Regions from separate parts of the Bicyclus anynana genome. Here region 2 is linked to region 1. A link is a contact called in public Hi-C data. All regions are on one chromosome and are shown on one strand. The core of a region is the stretch at or near the end of the contact, and the rest is flanking DNA. Distances in the headings are between cores, read along the strand shown.

The links. A called contact is a pair of places that touch in the nucleus more often than the background predicts.
Region 2: a Hi-C map of whole larva shows a contact between it and region 1, with 3 times the contacts expected there. The contact joins two enhancer-like sites. A contact is called at or near these places in 2 of 2 Hi-C or Micro-C datasets (whole body and whole larva).

Annotation. Positions count from the first base shown.
Region 1 is chr14:4,816,710-4,822,399 of ilBicAnyn1.1, reverse strand. LOC112049246 (serine/threonine-protein kinase S6KL) reads left to right here. Exons shown (of 10, transcript XM_052885508.1): 8 at 1,876-1,967; 9 at 3,043-3,241; 10 at 3,318-3,982. The coding sequence ends at 3,431. Among protein-coding and RNA genes, the nearest start is that of LOC112056517, 3.5 kb to the right of the region's middle. Within about 2 kb of position 1,944, at least 8 of the 8 cell types and tissues checked have open chromatin away from gene starts, as enhancers often do.
Region 2 is chr14:4,872,022-4,877,728 of ilBicAnyn1.1, reverse strand. It overlaps LOC112049246 (serine/threonine-protein kinase S6KL), which reads left to right. Exons shown (of 10, transcript XM_052885508.1): 7 at 2,176-2,264. LOC112049245 (fibrous sheath CABYR-binding protein) reads right to left here. Exons shown (of 2, transcript XM_024087053.2): 2 at 3,829-5,198. The coding sequence starts at 5,197. The coding sequence ends at 4,061. Among protein-coding and RNA genes, the nearest start is that of LOC112049247, 16 kb to the left of the region's middle. Within about 2 kb of position 2,213, at least 6 of the 8 cell types and tissues checked have open chromatin away from gene starts, as enhancers often do.

The sequences.
Region 1 (5,690 bases), core at 695-3,194:
CCTAGGAAAGAATCCTAGATACACCAATGAACGATAGCCAAAAAAATGTGTTCTAATGCTTATCTTTTTGTAAAGGAAATTGGCGAGGTTGCATATATTTTGGGACTAGCAAATAGAAGTAACGTACATAATGGAAACCCATTGATAGTTGTTTAACGTGATTAAACTAAGAAAAAAGCAAATGGTAACCAACCTTGAAAAGCTTGGAGAAAAGAGATATACCTTAAAATTAGAAAGTAACCTAACCTATATAGCAGGGGTGGCCAACTTGATTAGACCCAAGATCTAATGTTTACTATTGAAACCCTGAACGATCTACTCGTATATATTAGTGTTAGTGTTAGTGAGTATTGCGTGTTTTGTATTCAATTCACTATGATCAATGAAATCATTAAACCGATAAATTGAACCAACCTCTCGAATTTCTGAAATCGCTTTAGCGAATTTAGAAGTCTGCTACCACTGCCCTAATTTCTGTCACGATTGACGACGACTGTGTACTTCATATAAATGAAGTTGTAGGTAGACGTTTTTTCAAAATATCATCTTTGATATTTACAAATTCTTCAAATTTTTTCTTTTCTATGTCAACTATCTTAAATTATATATTATATTTTTTATAAAAATTATACAAGATGATGCGTGAAGCAGTTGCCGATTACGTTGCGCAGTCTGGTCTACGTATTTATATTTTTTGCCTTGCCACGATCTACTGGACTAACAGTCGCGAGCGACCGGTCGATCGCGATCGACCTGTTGGCCACCCCTGCTATATAGTATATGCATACGAATAAATGTGAATTTTATACTGAAAAACACCGCCGCTGACATACAACTGCGTGATTGCTTTATAAATACCTCAAGGCGTTTCGATCTCAGGCAACAAGTAGAACAATTTAATTATGCTATGCTAAGTAATCTTGATTCCCGTTCTGTAAAATCTCAATATTTTTTTTCAAGGATCTTATAAGATAATAGTTTTAATTAATACAAATGTATGAGTGTACGACACTTCTGAGTGTGACTCCCACTTTCGCCATCCTCCTTTATATAATTATATTTTTTGTCATCTTACTAGGGCCAGCCCTGCACCAGTAGTCAGCTTTTACAGACATTACATAACCTGACCCTTGACTCGAAGTCAAGACCTCATGATCAATTTCAGCAAGGAAAATACTCAATACGCATATTTTACACTAGCGCACGCCCGCGACATTGACCGCGAAAAATTCAGTTTTTTACAAATCCCACGGGATACATGGATTTTTCCGGGTTAAAAAGTAGCCTATATGTTGCTCAATAATCTATACTAATAATATAAATGCTAAAGTAAGTCTGTATGTCTGTCTGTCTGTTATCTTTTCACGGCTAAACGGCTGAACCGATGAAGATGAATTTTGGTATAATGGTAAATGGGACCATGAAGCAAAACATAGAGTACTTTTTTACTCTAAAATAAAAAGGGGTGAAATAGGGGTTGAAAGTTCGTATAGAAAGTCCTTCATTTTTAGAGTTACAGTTTTAAAAATTTGTTCTTACATCATAAAAAAGTATGAAATATAATGTGATTCATTAATTTTTAAAATTCAACCCCTAAAGTGGAGAAATAGGGGTTGAAAGTTTACATTGATTTCCACGTGGACAAAGTTGCAGGCGTCCACTAGTATCATATGTTTATCAGTGAAAGACCCACCAACGGTTCTGCTGTTACAGAGGTTAGCCCGGGAAAACTGACAGAAAATAATTCAAAATGATTGTGTTTTAATATGGTGTTTAGGCATTTGAGAAAACATAGTTGCTCGGATTTTGAAATCATATACAGACACTTCAATTTTATTTATATACATACATATAAATACATACATTGATTTACAGTTTCCGACGCCTGCGGTGCGTATGTCAGCAATACGCGACGAAGAGCGTCTTACGTCAGCAAGCCTCACTGACAGAAGTGACACAAACGACAGGTAAATCTTCATCATTATCAGTAGGCCTGGCATGCGCCCCACGACGTATTCCGTGAAGAGAAAAAGACAAATGTCGACCAACAGCTGTTGTGTTGTCCCCATGACGAAAGAAAGAGCGTTACTTCCGGTTGCGCCGCCATTGGTTGAAATTTGTCTTTCTCATTTCTTAAGATATGTCGTGGTGCGCATCTTAGGCCTACAGGCATAGAGCCTACCTACCACAAAAATGACGGTTGGCAAGCATTTATTGATATTTGTATTGTGTCCTTTATGTGGACTCAGTTTTCAATGGACCCTTTCTGTTAAAACTATAGCCCTACTACGTCATAAAGACCGAAACAAGAAAATATTTCAGGTCGCAATAGAGAAATATATAGGTATAAAAATGGTCATGGTAGAGCCGTGGCTTGCCCTTAGCCCTTGACTACAATCTCACCTGATGGTAAGTGATGATGCAGTGTAAGATGGAAGCGGGCTATCTTGTTAGGAGGAAGTTGAAAATCCACACTCCTTTTCGGTTTCTACACGACATCGTACCGGAACGCTAAATTGCTTGGCGGTACGTCTTTGTCGGTAGGGTGGTAACTACTTCCACCAGCCAATAACCAGGTTGCACCCATTATACAATTAGCATGTATGTTTAAAATGAAGGTCTTGGTACAATCATAGTAGACCGTTTACATTCTATGCGACCACGGCGCTACCATGACCATTTTTGTACCATATTTATGTACATTCATACATAGACTGCCATCACATATAGACTGCCAAAATCCCTTACCCTTCTTTTTGGCTTAGTCGGGTAAAAATGGATACCTTACGTGAACTGGTTGCCTACGAGGCTGTTAAGCAAAGGTAAAGGTCCTAAATTGCACCTATATGGTAGGAGTCCACTGATCCGTATCGTACCTACGGATCGCACGAATCTACTGTAAAATTAAAAATCCGTTTTATTTAGTGTAATTTAGTATAAGCTTGCCTTTACACGCCTGCCTGTCTTAAAATCTAGAACGGCACATAGTTAAATCTTAGTCTGTTTAAGAACATAGACAATAAAATCGTTTTCTTTTTTCAGCGTGATGCAACAGTCGACCCCTATTCTACCTAAGCCAGGTGCTTTGCCGGACAGTGCTACTAAACTTTCAAAACCAGCGAGAGCGCTTTTGATAAGATTATTAGAAACGGAACCTAAAGTGCGGCTACGGAGTCTTCGGCAGTTACAACAAACCGCATTTTATCTAGGATTTAATTTCGAGCATGTAAAAGCGAAAAAGGTTACTTAAGAGACTTAATTAACTTGAGCTTACCTTTCTGCTAAATTCTTAATTTTTTATTTTTTATTTTTTGCAGCTTTCACCTAAACGAGTTTTAGAAAATCACATACAAACCATGAGGCCTGCCGTTTCGAATGAAGAAAATAACTGTGAATTTATAGAATTTGATCAAGAAGCGATGGTGTTATAATCTATAGTGTAATTAAAATATTTAGTTTTTAATCAACTCTCTTCTGTACCAATGCAGATATTCTAAGAATCTCACTGACAGTAATATTATGTAAAAACATTAATCTATATTATTATTAGTATAATAACAGAGAGTCAGAGTATATCATTATCATCATTATCAACCCACATTCGGCTCACTGCTGAGCTCGAGTTTCCTCTCAGAATGAAAGGGGCAACATCACACAAGCCGAGAATTAAGAAAATTCTCTGGAGTGCAGGTCTCCTCATGATTTTTTGCCTTCACCGTTTGAGACACGTGATATTTAATTTCTTAAAATGCTCACAACTGAAAAGTTGGAGGTGCATGCCCCGAACCGGATTCGAACCCACACCCTCCGAAATCGGAGGCAGAGGTCATCATATCCACTGGGCTATTATGGCAGAGTATACACAAGAATTTTATGTACCTACATAATAATAAAAGACCCTCACATATTTAGTTGTTGTATAAATTTAGTTGTATAATTGTTATTTAGTTCTGAAATAAAATGAAATATTGACTATCTGGAATATTCTCTCAATCATTTCCCTCCAACGCGAAAATTTGTATGGATGTTTGGATGTATGTTTGGATATTTGTTACTAGATAGCGCCGCTACTACTGAAGCGATTTGGCTGAAATTAGGAATGGAAATAGATTTTACTCTGGATTGACACATAGGCTAGTTTTTATCCCGAAAAAATCTATGATTACCGAAGGATTTGTGAAAAACTAAATTCCACGTGGACGAAGTCGCGAACGTCCGCTAGTTATTTAATATGCCTATTAATCTTTAAACTAATTTTTCTTTTTCTTATTCTGAAATCTATAGCGTGTGTGTACACACTACATTTTCAGGTAGGACAGTTGTGCCATGTGAGGGGAGTTAGTTTTGGAACTTTTCATACTATGCTGATATTTTTTCCTTAGAAAAAAGTTTGTCTAAACAGATGTCAAGGATGCGTGATGTTTGTTTTTTTTTATGGTTTCACTTCACCGGCATCAGCACCCGAATAAATTAGATAATATTTTTTTTTGTTTCGCTCCCTTGTCTACAAATTAAACATAGACAATACAGTAAAAGTTCAAAACAGCTAATAAAAACACCTTGAATTCATATCCGGTGTAAGCTGTCAATGTCATGCAATATTGTCAAATGTCATTAAAACTCTAGTTAAAAACCTTCATTTGTGGTCTGTGGTTAAAAAGAAACATTAAATCGTAGACAGAGATGCATTAAACAAAAATATCCTTAAATTGCTTTTAAAACCTTAGACCATTAATAACTGGACGCGGTTCGCATCCAAATTCACCAACAAAAAAGTCTGTCATTTTTTGAGGGGGACGAGGTAAACTCACACATCGAAAACATTTAACACCATTAAGTATAATCTGTGTCCATAAATTACACACAACTATAAATTTGACTCGCAATACACACACGCGTAATTTTTACACACACTAACAAACACATTGTGCACAGTAAAAATATATACAAGCAGTATACTCGGCCGCATTTTTGAAATAAATACTTACAGCGCGCGGTACGTAAACATGTGATAGGGCTGCCTGCCTCCATCATTTTAATTACATTTGCCAACTTTGTATTTCCATTTAGTTTTGTGATTGTAAATATACTTTTTTTATGTAAATAAATAAAATATTTTGTAAATTGTAGTAAAATAGGAAGTGATCAATAAAATGCGTGTTGTTTTTTGATTGGTAGATTTAAATAAGGCTGATACTAATCAATGACCTTGAAGGATAGGTCGTATTCATATGTTTATTTTGGTGATGCCATCTAGGTATTACCTCCACACTACGTGACCAAATATTAAAAAACCGGTCAAGTGCGTGTCGGGCCACGCGCAGTGTAGGGTTCCGTAGATTATGTTAGCCCTTTAATCCCTTATGTTTTTCTCAATTGCAAAGCCTTTATTATTCCTTACATTATTACATTAAACAAGTTTTTCAATTAATAAGAGTAACAGTTTTAATTTTTTTTTCTGTGTTAGTATATTGTTAGTGTATCTGTTTTAAGTTTAGTATATTAGTGAGTTAGCCTTATTTCTAATTAATAAAATCTATTTAACTAGTAAGTTGAAATTGAAATTGAGGTATAGCTCGCGTATGAAGTCAAACTACTGCTTGCCAATTTACTGTGACATTGCTTAGACTATCCACAGATTAAATACATAGAATATTCGATTACTGATCGATGTTTGGCTGTTTCGTCAA
Region 2 (5,707 bases), core at 964-3,463, 55 kb before region 1:
AGTATTACCGCCATCTACTGCCAAGCAGTGGCGTAGCTAGGTAACCAAGGGACCTGGTGTAAATAAAAAAATTGGGCCCAACTACTGTCTAAACTGGATAAGTTTTATCAAGTATACATTTTTCTATCTATCAGAATACTTGATGTTAGTTATTGCTTAGCAATAAAAGATTAAAAGGTCTATTTTAGTTGCCATGATTTAAGTCGGGTTGCATCCTGTCATATTTAAATTTGAAAATAGGGGAAATTATCGAAAGTTCAAATCAATTGATCGCGATTTTCTGGTAAAAATTCGAGGTTCTCTGAGTTTGTGGGCCCCGGGGCGTAGAACCGCCTAGGTACACCACTGCCGCCAAGCATCACTGCTGTGTATGGATCTAAAATATGTGGTTGCCTTAACACCTTGACTGCAAAGAGCAGGGATTTGTAGGACTTGTTCCTTGCATGATCTGCAAAGTGTTCATGTCTTGTTGCCATGTTTGTTCATGTCAATTGCAAAGAGCAACCGCGTGTTGCATTGCCTTCAATTATATCGTGCAATAAAGAAGATTTAAATTGTCCATCTACAAAGGGGAGCGCGAGAGGTATCTGTCTCTTTATAGATACAAAATAAGCAAAGCAAAGTATTCTTTATATGTACTTGCCCTTTTACTCCCCCCTCCTCCCCCTGGAATGACGCCTTTGCACTCTACAATCAATACGGGATGCTAAATAAAACGAACTTTTGGTTTTTCTTTGCAAAAATCGGTTACTATTTGAATAATCTATACTACAGCCTTTCTTGATGAGTACTGTTTAACAACAAATAAATTAGAAATGAAGGTAGAAAACGTATATCATTTAATAACTTGTTTATTTTAAATTATGTATGGTTATATGTGGTAGGTATATTTAATTTGTTCTAAGCTTATTAGTCAAATTTATTTTCATTAATACAAGGACAAGTTAATTATAATTATTATTAGGTATGAAATGGCTAGTGATTTATACCCTCATTATTAATTTGTTTGTTGGTAAACAGTATTCATCAAAAAAGGTATAGATGTGATATTTTCGAAAGCAAGTGTTCCAAGAAGACTTCGTGTGCTACACTGCATTCAGATTCCTACCATCAAAGTAAATATAATTTTTAATTTAATATCAATTAATTAATTATTTTTAATTAGTGTGAATGGGGGAATGAGAGTTGCGTAGAGCACAAGAAGTGTGTATGATTGCAATATCTGTGATAGATTATAGGAATTCTCATAATGAGCGTACTTACCTACTCAAAAAGCTTGAAAATAAAACTTTTCCAAGATATCCGCCAAAAGTTCCGTTACAGCCCTGTGGATATGACTTCTGCCTCTGATTCCGGAGGCCAAAGGCTCGAATCCGGGATATTAAGAAATTAAATTTCACGTGTCGGTGAAGGAAAAACATCGCGAGGAAACCTGCATACCTGAGAATTTTCTTAATTCTCTACGTGTGTGAAGTCTGCCAATCCGCGTTGAGCCAGCGTGGCGGACTATTGGCCTAATCCCTCTCATTCTGAGAGAAGACTCGAGCTCAGCAGAGAGCCGAATACGAGTTGATGAGTGGCCGGCGGGTTAATGTTTGGCAAACGAAAAACAAAAAATACCATGTAATGTACATTTTTGTACTTTCACCTATTTTGGGAACCTTTTTGGGTTGGGTTGCTCGGAACGCAAACTTCGCTGTAGATTAGCATATAAATTTCTTTATTTTTAATAAGGTCATTTTTATTCGAATCGTCGTTATCAACCCATATTCGGCTCACTGCTTAGCTCGAGTCTCCTCTCAGAATGAGAGAGAGAGAATTGGGGTTAGGCCAATAGTCCACCACGCTGGCCCAATGCGGATTGGCAGACTTCACACATGCAGAGAACATTCTCTGGTATGCAGGTTTCCTTCACCGTTTGAGACACGTGATATTTAATTTTCTTGAAATGCACACAACTGAAAAGTTGGAGGTGCATGCCCCGGTCCGGATTCGAACCCACCACCATCCGAAATCGGAAGCAGAGGTCGTATCCACTGGGCTATCACGTATCTCACGGTCTTATTTCTCTATCACAGGTGTTGCTTATGGATGGAAAAAGTAATTCCTCATGTACATACATTTAGTGTGATAGTATGTTTGTACTAGTGTGTAACAGCTCCTTGTTGTCTCCAGCCCCGGAAGTGATGCAGCGCGACCCGTATGGACACTCAGCAGACTGGTGGTCCCTCGGCGTACTTACCTGTCGAATGCTAACCGGAGAGGTATGGTCGCATGCATTTTATTACTCTCGTTTATTTATTTACTAGCGGACGCCCGCGACTTCGTCCGCGTGGAATTTAGTTTCTCACAAATCCCTCGGGAACCATGGATTTTTCCGGGATAAAAAGTAGCCTATGTGTTAATCCAGGCCATAATATCTTAATACCAAATTTCAGCTAATTCGGTTCAGTAGTTGAGGCGTGAAAGAGTAACAAACATTCATATCATCAAAATCATCAGTTTTCGCAAATCTCGGGAAACCATGGATTTTTTCTTGACATAAAGTAGCCTATGTAATCCAGAGTAAAATCTATTTCCATTCCAAATTTCAGCTAAATCGCTTCAGTAGTAGCGGCGTTAAAGAGTAACAAACATCCAAACATCCATACAAACTTTCGCGTTTATAATAATAGTAGGATCCTTGTTTTACCCTGACGCAAAAAGTTTGACGTGTATATCTGTCTGTGGCACCATAAAACCGAACGGATAAAGCGATTTCAAGTTTATTTTGTATTAAAGGTAACTTTGATGAAAATCGGTTGAGCCCTTTAAAAGTTGTGGTGGGTGAAAGTGGGGAAGAATAACCGAATGTCTGCAAATATACTGCTTACTGCTGGTGTGTGATTCTTAGCCGCGTCCACAAAGAGTTCGAGCCCGCTATTAAGTGAAGGTAAAATAACTTAACTTGGAAATTTTAAAATACATAAATTATATTGTTAAATAAATTGATAATAAATAGCTTGGCCGTGGCAATCCCCGAGTGCCACACGTATTTTTTTAACCTAAAATAATGGGAAATACTTTAATAATATACATTGTATCTGAAGTCTCAACAGCTGGCCTGTTCAGTATTTTAGTCTTTATTATCAACCTATTAAAATAAACATCAAATCAATTGAGAAATGTCATCAACCTACTGTATGATGATATCATTAGGCACTGGATGACATTTGTTACATAGAATCTCAATTTCGTAAATCAGCTATCATATGTCAAAGTTAGTGAATTCACAGTGACACATTGCAAATAGGTTGCCTAATTAAATTGCGGCCAGACTATGAAAAACATACAAAATCTAAGAAACCATGAACTAGATCGAAGGCAACCTAATATAGTTGACTTAAGCATAAAATATGCTTTCATTTGACATATTAGACAACTGAATAACTACAGGTACAAATTACATGAGTTATCTGTTTATGTCTGGCAACCCCACAATTGCAGCGTGAGAGCAGACGACCTTTACTTTTTCTATTACTTTCGGTATACCCTATTAACTAGTGTAGGATTTTTAAAATTAACCAATGAGGGTGGGAGATTAAATAAATTAAAAAATTAAATTAATTATTTAATAACTAAAACGCAATTTAACTAGGCAGCATATGTGCAATGTGTCAATGAGCTTATTTTCTATTATTTATTTCTTATTGCAAATAACAGATGAGAGTATAAATTTCTTATACCGGATCTCGTACTATTAAGTTATTTGTGAATACTAATGGTACTTACAGGAGAGTATTTTGACTCCATTTTCTATATTTAGGATAAGGAAATAAGACAAGAGAATATTATAAAAACTATTTATTATTACTTATAGTACCGTGAATTCGATAATTTACTTTGAAAATAATAATTACAACGTAGATGTTCCACTATTTTAAATTAGTCTCTAGAACTAGTGGATAGTCAGATGAGCCGCTCGTCGCGGTAGATCACTCACAGCGCTGCGGGGCGGGGGGAGCGCGTCGAGGGCGCGAGTCGACCCACGCCTCCCGCCTACTACTTAACATTAACTAACTTAAGGCTTCTTCGACTCTCCACTCTCCTCCGATGAGTCCTTGTCGCTTTCAGCGCTTTCCTCGGAACTTTCTTTCTTGTCTTCTTTGGCTGGTTGGTCATTTAAAATTTGATCCTTAGGCACAACGGGCTTAGATGGAACAACCTCTGCGGGTTGGGCGGGTGCCGCTGGCTTCACTTTTTCAATAACTGACTCCTCCTTCTTAGCTGGTTCCTCGGGCTTTTCTGATTCCTTTTCATTTGTAATTTGAACTTCTTCAGGTTTGGCAGATTTGGGATCTAGTTTTGGCACTTCGGCGGGCTTAACTTCTTCTTTGCTCGCCTCGGCAATTGTTTTAGCTTCAACCGCTTTTGCTTCAGCCTCCGGTTTCTCTTCCGCAGCGTCACGGACTACGCGCGCATCAGAGGCGGCATCTGATTTTGCTGCAGGGGATGCATCTAATACTGGAGCAACTTCCGCGGGTTTCTCTTCAGCTTTGGGCTCAATTGGTTTGACTTCCTCAGGTTGGATGGCTTTAACTTCGGGTTCAGCGGCAGGAGACTCGTCTATCTTCTCCTCTGGGTCCGCACTCTTAGTGGCAATGGCAGGGTTGATAGCCGCTGCGTCTATAACGTCGTCGGCGACTGCTGCATTATTTTTAACTGCACTAACGACATCAATATCAAGAATGCCAGATTTCGCTATGGGTTGTTCGTTTTTGACTTCTTCAACTTTAGCCTGAACTTCTTCAGATTTTAATCCTTCTACAACTGGTTTAGTTTCAGCGATCACACTCTTTACCTCAGGCTTAGCTTCAGGTTCAGCTACTTCAGGCTTTGCAGGAGCTTCTGGTTCAGCTGCCTTGACGGCAGGGATGTCCTCCTTTTTCACTTCAGAGACACCCTCAACTTTAGCTGGAGCTGGTGATTCAGGAGCAATTTCTACAGGGGCTATTGCACTTTTTGCTATAGCCTCTGGGAGTTGTTCACTTTTAGGCTCAGTTTCTGATTCAGGCTTTTCTTCTACGGGAGCAGCTTTCACTTCAGGCTTGACTTCGGGAATAGATGGAGGCGCGACGGGTACTTCTTGCTTTTCCTCGGCGACCGGCATTGCAAGACTCACAGCCGCAAAGGCCATGCAAAGTAGTAAGACCTTCATCCTGAAAATAAAAAAAAATAATGAGTGGTTTCAAGAAATAATGGCAGCAAGATTGTTCGGAATTCAAATAAATGCACGCCTGCAAGTCGTGAGACGCGGTAAGGCCAATGTTACGCACCGCCGCTCGACTCCAACATTTACAGCAATTTTCCTATTAACGTTCAATCATCTAAGGGCTGGCTGGCTGGGGTCGAGTGACGACTATCTAGTCGCGTTGAATTAAACTTAATATGTATAAGTAGGATGTAAACTATTTGTGAAAGTGGACTGGATACTTTGGTACGGTTCATGTTATAGTTCATGTTAAAGTATCGATTTTACGCAACTACAACTTGAGTAGAATTATGTTTTACTACTGGTTCGTTCGTCAAGTTAGCCTACGTGGTGTTGGTCGAGGTTCGAGTTTTAAAATTAATTTCTGTATAGCAGGCAAAAGTTAAAACATTGTGTCTCGGAAAACGCACGAACTCATTCGTCCCGTTCATTATTCATTGTATATCTAAGCGTCAA